Linked DNA regions of Mus musculus: all the other regions are linked to region 3. The links are chromatin contacts, called in public HiChIP or PLAC-seq maps. All regions are on one chromosome and are shown on one strand. Each heading gives the region's core, a stretch centred on a gene start, on an enhancer-like site or on the middle of the called end of the contact. The rest is flanking DNA. Distances are from core to core; before and after follow the strand shown. Region 1 overlaps Gm30217 (a long non-coding RNA gene). Region 2 holds the start of Tcf7 (transcription factor 7, T cell specific). Region 3 holds the start of Sec24a (Sec24 related gene family, member A (S. cerevisiae)).

Region 1 (4,881 bases), core at 1,790-4,289, 560 kb before region 3:
TTGATGCCAGGTAGTGATGCTGGCCTCAAACTCCCTGTGTAGCCAGAAAGGCTCTGAACTCCTTCCTCATCCTGCTCCTGCCTCCCAAGGGCTAGGATCACAAGCCCGTGACACCAAGTCCAATTCTAATTCAGTTTTATTCATTTGTTTATTGTCTGTCTGTCTGTCTGTCAGTCAGTCCATCAGTCTGTCTGCCTTCTGTTTGAGACAGGGTCTCACTATGTAGCCCTGACAAGCCTGGGACTCATTATGCAGTACAGAGATCCACTGGCTTCTGCCTCCTGAGAGGTGGGCTTAAAGACCTGCACTGCCACATCTAGAGGATCAGGCTGTTTTGAACGAATGCTTAGATTCTACTCTGTAGCCTAGTCTGACCTTAAACTTGTGATCCTCCTGCCTTAGTTTCCTGAGATTACTGAAGTATGCTATCGTGCCCTATTGGGCAGCTTGCTTTAGGAAAATTCTGTGACATTAAATTTAGGGAGCAAGGCCAAAGTCCCTTCTGACCTTGTGGGGGAATTCCTCTGGACATTCATTGAGTACCTTTAATGTCCTTTCGAGGTATTAACTGGAGATCTGACCTCAGCCAAGTCTTGGGACAGCCCTCCTCCCCAGGCCACCCACCTTCCATTTTTCCCTTGGCTCTGAAGAAACTACCCCATACCACATACCCTATACCCCATACCCCATACCCATACCCCATATCCCATATCCCATATCCCATATCCCATATCCCATATCCCATATCCCATACCCCATACTCCATACACATACCCCACAGTCATTATGCCAGCATGAGTAAGTACTGGGAAGGCCAAAGGGAGGCCTGGCTTTTCTCTGTGCCTCAGTCCCCTCATACAACGAATGACTAGCATGTAGGGTTGTAATATTGATTAACTGGGAGAATACATGCAAAACTCTAACCACAGTGACTCACAGCTGTTCTTTTATTTTGGTACAGGGTCTTGCTATGTTGCTTAGCCTAGTCTTAAACATCCAATGCTCTTGCCTCAGTTCGCCTCTTGGGAGTTGTGTTGACAACAGTGTGGCCAGGCTGACTGTCAGTTCTGATGTCATAATAATGACGGCAGACATGACTCTGGGGCATACCCACAAAGCAGAGAGCCTACAAGTCCCAGTGTAGAGAAGACAGGCCCAGTGACCACCTGGGTGATCGTGAAGGCAGAGGCTGTGCATGGTAAGCCCTCAGTCAATTGGTTGGAAATGGAGATGCCTCTCAGTCGGTATCGAGTTTGTCCGCTAAGCACAAAGCAATGGGTTAGATCCCAAACCTGCATAAAACTGGGCGGGGTGGAGCATGCCTGCAAACCCAGAACTGGGGATGTGGGTGGCAGGAGGATCAGAAACTGGAGGTCACTCAAGGTAATGAGTTTGAGGCCAGTTCAGGTTACCCAAGACCCTGTCTAGGGAGAGAGGAGAAGTTTGGTGGGTGCGTTTGAAGTCTCTGGTTTTCAAGCTCAGGTCGGGGTGAGGTTTGCTCTTCACTAATTTCCCCCTTTGCCCAGGATGGAAGAGTTTTTGATTGAGAAAAATAAAGGTTTAAGGGGAAGGTTTAGTCTCTTAAGAGAAGAAATGCTTGGAGTTATTTACAAGGCACCCTAATGCACATTAAATGTTACCAGGTTATCTCTTCAGCCCTCCCTTGGGAACCTATGTTATGTTTCCACAGAGGCCCAAATGTGGTGAGAGCAGGCAGGCTGAGCTACGGAAAGGCCTCATTTCAGGAAAACATACTCACATGCTCCAACGGGGAGTTAGGCAGGGGGGGTCTCAGTGCCTGGGCCCCTCTCCACTCCCAACCGTGAAGGGCTCCTCTTAACCAAGCAGGGTGGGGCTGATCTTCAGACAGGAAGCCACATCCAATCCCTGCCTTCTGGGGTTAGAGACCCCTGAAGAGGATGCTTGCAGAATGGATTATCATACACATGCAGAGAAAAGAGATCAAATCTGGTGTGGGGGCAAATATTGTTGTCCCAGCACTTGGGAGGAAGCACCAATGGATCAGAGAGTTCAAGGTCATCGTCTGCTATATAGTAAATTAGGGGTCAAGCTGGACTACAAGAGACCCTATATTAAAACCAGTCAGCCATCCAGCAAGCTAATATCAGAGGAGAGTGACAGGGGTCAACAGAGGGTAAGAACTGGCATACTACAGAGGACAGGGACAAGCAGGCTCAGTCAGAACCATGCAGTCAGCCCAGGAAACTAATAAGACTGTGGCCTCTTTAGGGACCCACAAAGGCCTGGGTGCCATCAGCACAAACAGAGGCAAGGGTGCGTTCAAGGAGGTCGAAGGCTCCTATGGATGAAGGACTCCATAGTAGGGCGTTCAGACTCAGCACACAGGAGGTGGGCAAGGATGAGAAGCAAAGATGTCTGGTTTTGACACGGTCCCTCGGGCATCTGAGGAAGATGCTTTGACCACCATCAAGTGGTCTGTGGGTGGAAAGAGATGAGGCAGAACTGTGAAGACATAGTGGAGGAAGACCCTCATAGGTGCCAGGGGGAGGGGCTGCACGCGGGGACACCGAGGAAAAGAGACAGGCAGTCTTTGTCTCCGCTGGGGAAGGGAATGAGGAAGAGGAAAGCCAGGAGATACCTCCTGGGTGACTGTCTAGGCCACGGGCACAGAGCAGGTGGTATCCCAGGAACATGCAAAGAGCCTGGCTTGTCTGCAGACATGCGACTTCAGTGAGGATTGATAGAACATGTGTGTACTGCAGGCTCACTAAGTGCTTGGCCAGAGTCCGCTTTCACCGGCAAAGCAATTGATGATCTAGACCACCCTCCAGGCCTTTGCCCAGCCTTCCCGGAAGAAGTGGTTCTGCTGAGACTTTTGCCAGAAAGACCCCGAAGCACACTGATACCCTCAAACATTCATCCCCAGGAGCCCAAGCCATCAGGGCGCCCCAGAGCTGAACAGAAAGAGAACACAAGCTGTCGTCAACACAGGAAAAACCCAGGCTTCCTGTTTGAACTTGGGCAGGCACTGGAAGCTGTGAGTGATGTTAGAGTGGCCTGCGGTGGGGGCTTCTCACAGTGGCTGTGAAGCCTGACTTCCAGCTGCTTGCAGGGTGTGCGGGGCCCAGTGGGCGTGTGGCCGGGTAGAAGGATCGCTGCATCCACACAGGCAGGCCACAGGCCAGGTGACATCAAAGCCAGCTGAGCTGCGGTCTCTCAAAGGCTGCTCATTGTGGTCGGTCGCCCTCGATAAGAATGCGCCATCAGAGATGGAGGGCATCTGTAGTCACAGTCCCCACTGGCCCTCATTTAAAAGAAGAAAAAAAAAAGTAAGCCATTGCTAGGTCCTTGGAAACTGGTGGTGTCCTCTTTTGCCCTACTTGAGGTCAAGGGGTCCGCTCTGTACAAGAACGTTGCTGTTGGCATAAGCTTCCTGAGGGACCATGGATAGGGGCTCCTCTCCTCTCCTCTCCCAGTTTCAAACCCATGAAAGAAAAAGAGTCCTATAGAAACTTCCAGGTTAGGCTCCCCAATAGGGCAAGTGTTGGGCACCAGCAGCTGACTTAACTGTGGCCCTATCCTGTATACACAGAGTGAGCTAATAGCTTTACCCCATTTATTTATTTATTTATTTATTTATTTATTTATAGACAGTGTTTCTTTTCTTGTCGTTCTCTTTTTCTTTTTTCATTTGTTTTGGTTTTGGGTTTTCAAGACAGGGTTTCTCCGTGTACTCCTGGCTATCCTGGAATTTACTCTGTAGACCAGATTGGCCTTAGACTCAGAGATCCATCTGCCTTTGCCTCCTGAGTGCTGGGATTGAAGGCGAGTGCTACCACAGCCCAACAAAGACAGTTTCCTTAAAGAGAAAAACTTTCAAATTTCATTTCTTTTTTTTTTCCATTTTTTATTAGGTATTTAGCTCATTTACATTTCCAATGCTATACCAAAAATCCCCCATACCCACCCACCCCCACTCCCCTACCCACCCACTCACCCTTTTTGGCCCTGGCGTTCCCCTGTACTGGGGCATATAAAGTTTGCGTGTCCAATGGGCCTCTCTTTGCAGTGATGGCCGACTAGGCCATCTTTTGATACATATGCAGCTAGAGTCAAGAGCTCCGGGGTACTGGTTAGTTCATAATGTTGTTCCACCTATAGGGTTGCAGATCCCTTTAGCTCCTTGGGTACTTTCTCTAGCTCCTCCATTGGGAGCCCTGTGATCCATCCAATAGCTGACTGTGAGCATCCACTTCTGTGTTTGCTAGGCCCCGGCATAGTCTCACAAGAGACAGCTATATCTGGGTCCTTTCGATAAAATCTTGCTAGTGTATGCAATGGTGTCAGCGTTTGGAAGCTGATTATGGGGTGGATCCCTGGATATGGCAGTCTCTACATGGTCCATCCTTTAGTCTCAGCTCCAAACTTTGTCTCTGTAACTCCTTCCATGGGTGTTTTGTTCCCACTTCTAAGGAGGGGCATAGTGTCCACACTTCAGTCTTCATTTTTCTTGAGTTTCATGTGTTTAGCAAATTGTATCTTATATCTTGGGTATCCTAGGTTTTGGGCTAATATCCACTTATCAGTGAGTACATATTGTGTGAGTTCCTTTGTTCAAATTTCATTTCTATCACCATTGTGTGTATATGTGTGTGTTGTGTGTGTATGTATATGACGTGTGTATGTTGTGTGTGTATATATAACGTGTGTATGTTGGGGGTCAAAGGCATGCTCATGCCACAGTGAATGAGTAGACATCAGAGGACAACTTTCAGGACTCAGTTCTCTTGTTCTACCCTGTGGTTCCAGGACACTAACCCAGGTCATCAGGCATGGTGACAAAGGTTTTGACTCAAGAAGCCATTTTACATGCCTCATAAGAAAGGGCCTCTTGTATCC
Region 2 (4,390 bases), core at 500-2,999, 530 kb before region 3:
CGCCCCTGGGCCCTTCTTCTCCTGTAGGCTTTCCATTGGAGCCCCTGCCCTGCCCCCGAATCTAGAGAAGATGGGGTCAAAATCAGTAGCAAACTGGCACCTGCGGAAGAAGGACTTTAGAGGTGCCAAGGGCGGGTTCTGCACCGCATCTCTATTGCCAAGCTCAGCATTAATGGCCAAGCCCCCCATCGCTGAGAAGGAGGTGAAACGGGCATCCCGGCTGGGAGCTGGAGGACTCAGAAGCCCCGCTGGCAGGGCGCTGATAGGATCTGAGCGCTGAGAAGCAAGGCCTGGTCTCTTTGATCCTCCGCCAGGCAGGCTGGGCCTGGACCGGGAGGGGCGGTGCGGCTGTCTTCCGGCCGGCTTTGCGCCGCTGCCAGGGGTCCTGTGGGGCCGGGAGTCGGAGAGGCGGCCAGTGTCCTCCTTCACAAATTACCCACTGTTGTTTCAACTGCTTTCCCAAGAGGTGGAAGAGGTCTACATTGACTCCAACACCGAAACGTTCTTGAGGCGGAGGTGTGCGACCTTCAGTTTACTGCATGGCTATCCAAAGGGCCTAGTGTCTTACAGAAACAGTGATCGGTCGTGGTGAATTCGATGCTGGGTGCCAAGGAGATGCCACTGAAGACGCGGCCTTAACTAGCGTCTGAGTCAATGGGCTCCGGATGCAACTTCCCAGACTGAGCAGCTGCCTAAAGACCCCAAGAGAGAATTTCGTGACCCATGTGGCCGCCGGAAGTCTCAGTTCCTGGACAGCAGGTTCTAAGCGTCGAACTTAGTTGAAAAAGTCATAGCGGGCTGGAGAAACCACGTGAGTGGCCACGATCCTTCCTCGCCTCGAGCCACCACATGTCATATATTTATAGTGTTTGATTTGCACATGCAACAACAGGCAGGAGCTCAATAAATGTGTGAGGCGCTAATGCTTGTGTCTATGTAAGCAGGCTGTCTGGAATAAGGTCCCTAATCGGCACAGGGATGATCAAAAGGGCAGGTGTTTGTGTGTGTGTGTGTGTGTGTGTGTGTGTGTGTGTGTGTGTCAGGGTCCATCTAGTATCCCGGGGACGTAAGAAGCCTCCAGATTGAGCAAAGGACGCTGTTCACACCAAGGTTCCAAGTCATCCACAGGTTCCACCGGTCTAAGGAACCACCTTCTCCGCAACTTGGACGCAAGTTGTGGCTGTATGATAGTTAAGGAAATGGAGTTCCAGAGTTTAGTAATGGATTTCAGGTTAGAGAATAGCTGGAGAGCGAGCCCTTTAAGATTATTCCCAGTGGGCCTGTCCCGGTCTCTCCAGGGAGGGGAGGGCGGGGCCTGGGACGTTAGCCCCTCCCACCGCGGCCCCGCCCCGGCGCCCGCCCCGCCCCCGGCTCGCTGCCCGCGGTGCCTTTGATGTTCCGACCCGCCGGCTCCCAAAGCTGCTGTGCCCCGCGCCCTCGCCCCGCGCCCACTGGCCGCTCAGGCGGAGTCAGCGTGCGCTCCGCCCGCCGCGCTCCGGGCTCGGAGCCCCGCACCCTGGGCTCGCCGCCTTCCCGGCCGGCTCCGCGCCCCGCACCCGGCGCCCCGGCGGGCGCAGCGCACCATGCCGCAGCTGGACTCGGGCGGGGGCGGCGCGGGCGCAGGCGACGACCTCGGCGCGCCCGACGAGCTGCTGGCCTTCCAAGACGAAGGCGAGGAACAGGACGATAAGAATCGCGACAGCGCTGTGGGCCCGGAGCGGGACCTGGCAGAGCTCAAGTCCTCACTGGTGAATGAGTCCGAAGGCGCGGCCGCAGGCGCCGGGGTCCCGGGTCCCGGCGTCCGAGTACATGGAGAAGCCGAGGGAGCGCCCGAGGTGAGCCCGGCCCGCTCCTCCCCGGAGGACCTCGTCCCGAGTTGGTAGCGTGCGGACCCGCCCCCCCGCGCCACGGTCCTCGTGGGTCCCATCTCTGGAGCCCCTCCTGTTCCCTCCGCTCCTCATGGCCCCTCTGCTTCGCTCTGCAGGCCCTGGGACGGGAGCACACTTCGCAGAGACTTTTCCCGGACAAACTTCCAGAGTCCCTAGAGGACGGTGAGTTTTTGCGCGGCTGGGGAAGAAGGCGCTAGAACCGGGGGTGGGGGTGTGGGGGGCGGGTTTCCCGGGCGCCGCTGAGCTGGAGTCACTTCCGGTGCCCTGACCTTTATAGGAGTAAACAGACCCCCGCCATCTCCGCCTCCCCTCCAGCCCAGGTGACTGACTAATCCTTTGCCTTGAGGAGCAAGCCTTGGCTAAGGTTCCCAAGCAGGAGGGTGGGGTAGGGAGTCAAGTCCCGGTCGCGAAGTGGAGGTCTGGACTCGGGGGTCTTTCCTCAAAAACTTGCCTTTGCGGATATTTCCACCCGTTCGGAGGTCGCTGTTCCCTGTCAAGTCACGAACTTGAAGGGGACCCCTTGGCAGGGTTTTTTTTTTTTTTTTAACCCCCCTCCGGAGCAGACAGCCTTCAGTCCTTAGGAGCAGCTGGCTGGGCTGGTGTCTGACCCAGCTGTGGTTTTTCCAGGCCTGAAGGCCCCGGAGTGTGCCAGTGGCATGTACAAAGAGACTGTCTACTCTGCCTTCAATCTGCTCATGCCCTACCCACCGGCCTCCGGAGCAGGGCAGCATCCGCAGCCTCAACCCCCGCTGGTAAGTGACCGAAGCAGTCAGGCCCTGTAATGGGGCTGGCTACCTACTTGACCACACAGGTGATGCTTGGACAAAAAAGGACTTCTCTGCCCAATTCCTAGATGCTCTTGCCCAGTTAACATCCAGAGGAGTCTGACCCAAAAGGAGATCTCTGAAGGAGCGCCCCGGCTCCAGTCTTTCTCACTTGCTTTTGACCTTTGTCTTCCCAACTTGCTCAAGCAGGTGCCTGTGTTGGCCCACGGTGGGGTTGAAAACGTTTTTGAGCTGAGCCCATGCCATTCCCTAGCGTGATGTGCATGCTCTGAGCTAGAGCTCTGTGGTTAGCTTTTTTTTTTTTCCTTCAGAGAAGCGAGGGAACTCGGGTGTGAGAAGACTGGGTAAGAGACCTAATCTTTTCCGTTGCCCAGTTCCACTGTGTCCTGACTGCCGTGTATAAGTCCTTGCCGAGGACCCATGCCACATGGTGTAGGTTTTGAGCGGGCTGGGCTGCTCTCGCACACACAAGGAAAGGTTTGCTAAATGTAGGACAGATCAGGGTGTTGGTTAGGGGTCAGCAACGTGAATCAGTGTCAGGCTTGGCGACACGGCTGTATTCATCATGAGCCATGGCTTTGGCCCTTCAAGGCAAGCAAAGTGTGAAGGGCTGGTTCTGAGCTGGGTAGCAGCCAAATATGACTTTTGAAAAGTTCTGGGGTTCCTGAAAACTACTGGGATTCCAGAGTGTCCTCAGTCAGGAGTTAGGGTGTACAGGAAGCATGGAGGTCTGTTGGGTGTCGCCGTGAGCCCAGTGCAGGTTGGAGCCCCGGGGTAGAGCCTTGGATGGCGAGTGGCAGACCCATGCAGAAGGCTCCCCGGTAGGGGGCTAGGATAGGGAGTCTAGGCCTCTTAGCCGAGGGAGACCTGGTAGTCTTTAGAAGTGGACTCCATTCTTTACCTGTAAGCTGTGTGTGTTGACAGAATGGTCTGTTTGTCTGTCTGCTTTTCTGCTCTGGGATGGCTTCTGTCTGTCTGTCTCTGCCTTTCGGCTCTGGGATGGCTTGGTAGATGAGGTGCTTCTCTTGTATGTAAAGAGGTGGCTGGCTCCTGACACTGCCACTTGACAGTGCCACATGCTCTAGATAGAGACTTGTGCCCTGTACAAACAGTGCTTAACCAAGATAACCTTTTAAAATCCCCTAATGGGTGTAAAGCCATCTGGGGGTCAGTTGGCAGAACCTACCCCTTTGAAGTCACTGGCAAGCATTGTCTGGGCTGAGACTAGGCTCACTGCGGTAGCCATGATGAGACAAAAGGCAGAGCCCCCAGAACCTTGCTGGCAAGGTGGATGTTCAGGACTGTCCAGCCACACGGGGAAAGGGCAGTGTGGTTTGGAGGTTTACTCACAGATTTAGCCAGAGACATAAGCTGCCCAGAGCTGCCGGAGGTGGGCATGAGTTAGCGGTGTGACTGTTCAGCCTGAGGGTAAGGGTGATGGATCTCAGGGAGGTCCAAGAGCAGGAGAATGGTGGGTTCCCACAGTCAGGACCATAGTCACCTAGTTTAGGGCTCTGCATATTTTGCTTTGGGGGTCCTTCTCAAGCTACAACAGATGAATAACTACACGTCACTGTCCCCCTGCCCTCCTTCTCAGCCACTGCCCTCATCACTGCCTTCTGGTAACATGGGAGAGGGAGAGTAGGCTCTGGTACTGACTTTCCTGGCCATGGTATCAGCTGCTGAGCAGAATAAGAAACAAAGACAGAAGCAGGG
Region 3 (4,668 bases), core at 732-3,231:
CCTTCGGAAGAGCAGTCAGTGCTCTTACCCGCTGAGCCACCTCGCCAGCCCATCATAGATGTTCTTAAGTGAAAGTTTGATTAAAAGTCATCTTCAGCCAGGAGTAGTGGCGCGTGCCTTTAATCCTAGCACTCAGGAGGCAGAGGCAGGTAGATCTCTATGAGTTCGAGGCCAACCTGGTCTACAAGGCAGTACCAAGATGAGAAACTGTCTCTAAAACACAAAGCAAAACAAACCAAAGAGTTTCATCTTCATCCTAAAGAAGCCTACCTGGATCTTGTAATAAGGAGTGGGGGCGTGGAGAGACGGCTGGTAGTGAAGAGCACCGGCTGTGCTCCCAGAGGACTAGGGTTCCTTTGCTATCACTCACATCATGGCGGTCACAACTGTCAACTCCAGTGCTGGGGGATGCAGTGCCCCCTTCTGACCTCTGTGTGGGCACTGCATACACATGGTGTAAAATACTTTTTTTTTCTTTTCTTTTCTTTCTTTTTTTTTTTGGTTTTTCAAGACAGGGTTTCTCTGTGTAGCCCTGGCTGTTCTGGAACTCACTCTGTAGACCAGGCTGGCCTCGAACTCAGAAATCCACCTGTCTCTGCCTCTCAAATGCCGGGATTAAAGGTGTGTGCCACCATCGACCAGCGTGTAAATACTTCTATGTAGGTACCCATACATACAGAAAACAAACTTTAAAACAATAAAACAATCTTTTTTTTTAATTGTTTAATTCCACTCAGAGCAAATATATTTTAGTATGGTTTTGAGGTAACTATTAATGAAATCAAGGTTAGGGTAAATTTGTATATGTGGTTACTGCTTGCTTCTTGGGTCTGACAGTAGTTTTAGATTGTGCTCTTTTTCTGTAATACTTCGTAGCCAGCATTAGATAGTAAATGAGTTTGGTAAGATGTACTTTCGCCCGAGGTTGTGAAACTCATGGCATAATACGTTTCAATCAGCAGCACACATCTGTGAAGGACTTTGTCATCTGCTTGGAGCAGGTAAAACCAAAGTAGCTAAAGATCACACTGATATCACTAAGTATGTTGCATAACCAACCAGTTTCTACTTCTCTTTGGTCTTACAAGTCAGAAAGTCTGTTTGGGGGTAAAAATAAAAGCAACCCACAAGCTACTTGCCCAGAAAGGACATTTGAATTATTCGACTTAATGTAAACTCTCATAATGTAAACTGCCTTTAATTCTTTTGAACTCAGGGCTTCTTCCTACAAGGTTAGGGAAACTCTTTATGAGTGACCTACATATCTAACCCCTTTTAAAGAAACTGAGTCCTGGTAAATTGCCCAGGCTGGTCTTGAATTCAAGATCTTCCTGCCTCACTTTTCTGTATCCAGAACTATAGGAGTACGATACCATTACAATTACCATTTTAAATGTTATTTAGTCCGGGGCCTCAGTATTTTTTTTTTTTTCGGGACAGGGTTTCTCTGATTAGCCCTGATTGTCCTGGAACTCACTCTGTGGACCAGGCTGGCCTCGAACTCAAAAATTCGCCTGCCTCTGCCTCCTGAGAGCTGGGACTAAAGGCGTGCGCCACCACGCCCGGCTTGGAGCCTCAGTATTAACTAAATACTTGTTATTATAGAAGTTGCCTAGCTCAGTGTAAACTAAGGGCTTCCCTAGGACATTGGACTCCATTGTCAACACTGGGATAGGAGAGGGATGGATTCCCGATCCATGTGTGGTGGATGTACTTCGGAGTGACTATGCTACCAACAGGCTAACGTCAAAATTAATCTTAATCCTCCAGTTGAAAAGAAGAGCTTCCTCCTTAACGTCATCAGACATTTTAACCTTGACCCAGCATCTTCACTCCAGCCCTGGCTGACCTGACTAGGCCGCCTTCGAACTTAGAACACTTCTGCCTCGACCTCCTGATTGCCGCCATGTCCCGCCCATGACACTTTGACAAACACACGTAATTGAACACCTCTTTTTAAAATTCTCTTGCACTCTACAGCTGGCATAGCATCGGCTGGGCCACCAGCGGTAGCCGAGGACATCGGTCGTCTCAGGTAATCCTCAGAGAATCCCGGAAGAGGAGCCGGGTCTCTCCTGTCCCACCCAATCGATTCTAAAAATCCGCACCACCCCTGGGACTGTCAGCAAGGTGACGTTCTCCACGCCGGGTATTTTCGCAGTGGTGACACAGGCTACTTCCGGCGGGCGGCGGGAGTCCGTGACGTGGCAGGCGAGTCCGTGCACGGTCCTCCGGGCCCGGACACGGGACTGTCAGGTGCCCTCGGGGCAGCTCCCCGGGGACAGAGAGCACGGCCGCAGCCTCCAGCCGGAACCGGAAGTGCCACGTGTCCCCACTGTGCCTGCGCGGCCGGCGGCTCCGCCCAGGGCCTCCCTCCTCTCCGGGTTCGGCTGCTGCCTCCGAGCCCGGCGTTCCCAGCCCAGCCGGCCTGACTCCGGAGCCTCTCCGCGCCCTGGCCAGGTCGTGGCCGCCGGCGGGCAGAAGACACGGACACGCCATGCCTCTACTTTGACGTGCCACCCCGCGTGTTCCGCTTCTCCGGCCTCCAGGTCCCTGCCCTCGGTTTTCCTGTTGGAGCTCTTAGGCTGGGCGCTGCGGTCGACCCCGACGGCTCCGTCTTACCCTGAGATCCCCGGGCGCCATGGCCCAGCCCCGGATCCCCGCTGCCCGCGGTGCCGCAGCTAGCCTCCAGGCCCAGAACGGAGCCGCCTCAGCCTCGGGGTCTCCCTACACCAACGGTGAGTGCCGCACGGGGGCGGGGAGGGCGGCACAGCTCGGGCCAGGGACAAGTCCCAGCCAGGTCTACCGCGGGGAGTGGCGGATGACGGCCTGGACCCGGGAGCCGCGGTGGACATGCACCTGCAGATCCACGCTGGTGGGACAGTTTCATGTGTATTTATAGGTTCAGCCTGCAAACAGTAAGCACCTGCAGTATGCAACGTCTGAGATAAACAAGAGGTGAACAAGAATCGTAGACGAAATCAGTTCCCAGAACTGCCTTATGGAGGTCATAGTGTCTGGGTGTCATCACGCAATGCGCCACCTCAGTCCTGTGTCCTGGAGGGCAGGGTTCATCTCGGGTCCGCAGGCTCGAAGTGCAGGGGGGTGGCGGGTCAGTGCTTATTAATACTAATTTGCAGAGATGAATGAATGACTCCGTCTTTGACAGATCCCTTTAGGACTTGCTCATCTCTGCAGGGATCTTTCTTCAAGGATCTTCTTCCTACGACAGTCCTTGGGCCTCCTGTTTAGTTTTTCAGTTGTGGAAGAACCAAATAGATGGATGGCTAGGGCTTCGTTTCTAGGGCCCTCCTCTTCATTTAGAATGTAAGTTAGTCACAACTCTCTGAACCCTAGAGAGAGTACATCTGGCACTATAATTTATCATTTGGCGGGAGAATATCTTATAATTGGATATCTCTTCTAGGATTCCTGACGCCTTCCTACAGCGTGATTTGCTAAGCTTATTTTAATTGATATAATAAAGACTCATTTTCTGCCTACTTACAAATTAGCCTACAAATCTTTGCTTTATGGGAAGAAGACAGGGAGAATAATACTAAAGTACTTACTGTGCCCATTTAAAGTTGTAGAAAATAGCCAGTGACTAAAATTGCTGGTTACAATGTATTTAGAGAAGACTACTGTTTTCTTTACAAAGAATGTTCTTTGTAAGACTTAAAAATGTGGGTAGGCAGCTATGTGGGCAGGGCAAGAGAAGCTGAGAATCACTGACAGGTTTTCAACTTGAATTGTTTCTTGAGTTTATAGTAAGAGATTATGTAAACTACATTTTCTTCTGTGACATTGACATTTGCTGAGAAGATGCAATCATCCACTTTAAGGTGAAAACAACTGAAGATGTCGCCTGTGTGGGTTTTGCTTACGAATTGCACTTAAATCACAAAGTAAATGTGCCAGTAAGCTTACATGCAAGTAGAGCTGTGAGGACTTTGAAATGTTTTTGCAGGAATTGAATCAGTATGTTAGGCTCTGTTGGAGATATTCCATTGCTATTTATTTATTTATTTATTTATTGACACTGTCTCGCTCTTATCTCCAGTTGGCTTGAAACTTGTGGCAATTCTCCTGTCTCAGCTGCTCTAGTGCTTGCATTGCAGAGCTGGAATTTCCATAGCCCACTTACTTTGTTAATTTGGTCAAAGCCAAACATGCACCTGTTGCACATCTATGTTCTGACCTTGGGCATAAGAGTGCACTCCTGTCTGGGTTGCTTAGAGCTATTTGGGAATCCAGATATGGAATTGTGGTTCAGGATGGTAGCAGCTGTAAAAACTCCAATAAAAGGAGTAGAGATAAGACTGTAAGAATAAAGAGCTCGAGTTGACACTTTTGCTGTTCTTGGTTGTTAGGGTGATTTATTTTATTTTATTTTATTTTTACTTTTGAGGTTATCATATAACTGCATAATCTATGCCTTCCCCTTTCTCCTCGGTGTTTTATAATAACCTTCTTTAATTATTTTTGTTTTATTGAAGCAGGGTTTCTCTGTGTAGCAGCCTTGGCTGTCCCTGTAGACCAGGCTGGCCTGGAACTCAGATATTCACCTGCCTCTGCCTCCCAAGTGGTGAGATTAAAGGTGTGTGCCACTACTGCTTGGCTGTAATAACCATTTTAAAAGTTTTTTTGTGGTTTTGTTTTGAATTA

Evidence for each region. HiChIP or PLAC-seq counts read pairs in DNA pulled down with a chosen protein or histone mark.
Region 1: a contact with region 3 is called in an H3K4me3 HiChIP or PLAC-seq map of pro-B cells, with 4 times the contacts expected there. The contact joins the enhancer-like site here to the promoter of Sec24a in region 3. A contact is called at or near these places in 1 of 39 promoter capture datasets (embryonic stem cells) and 4 of 115 datasets of contacts at active chromatin or transcription factors (the 230-238 cell line, bone marrow-derived macrophages, large pre-B cells and 1 more).
Region 2: an H3K27ac HiChIP or PLAC-seq map of microglia shows a contact between it and region 3, with 5 times the contacts expected there. The contact joins the promoter of Tcf7 here to the promoter of Sec24a in region 3. A contact is called at or near these places in 1 of 484 Hi-C or Micro-C datasets (embryonic stem cells), 5 of 115 datasets of contacts at active chromatin or transcription factors (bone marrow-derived macrophages, embryonic forebrain, large pre-B cells and 2 more) and 2 of 9 other capture datasets (adipose tissue and liver).

What each region holds. Positions count from the first base shown.
Region 1 is chr11:52,316,834-52,321,714 of GRCm38.p6, reverse strand. Gm30217 (a long non-coding RNA gene) reads right to left here. Exons shown (of 3, transcript XR_388631.3): 3 at 2,995-3,286. Among named protein-coding and RNA genes, the nearest start is that of Gm30217, 12 kb to the right of the region's middle. Within about 2 kb of position 3,039, at least 69 of the 459 cell types and tissues checked have an H3K27ac peak or open chromatin away from gene starts, as enhancers often do. A contact at or near this core is called in the 230-238 cell line and pro-B cells, where this site is marked.
Region 2 is chr11:52,280,373-52,284,762 of GRCm38.p6, reverse strand. It overlaps Tcf7 (transcription factor 7, T cell specific), which reads left to right and starts at 1,749. Exons shown (of 11, transcript NM_001313981.1): 1 at 1,749-1,835; 2 at 1,985-2,051; 3 at 2,517-2,641. The coding sequence starts at 2,546.
Region 3 is chr11:51,754,147-51,758,814 of GRCm38.p6, reverse strand. It overlaps Sec24a (Sec24 related gene family, member A (S. cerevisiae)), which reads left to right and starts at 1,981. Exons shown (of 23, transcript NM_175255.3): 1 at 1,981-2,738. The coding sequence starts at 2,642.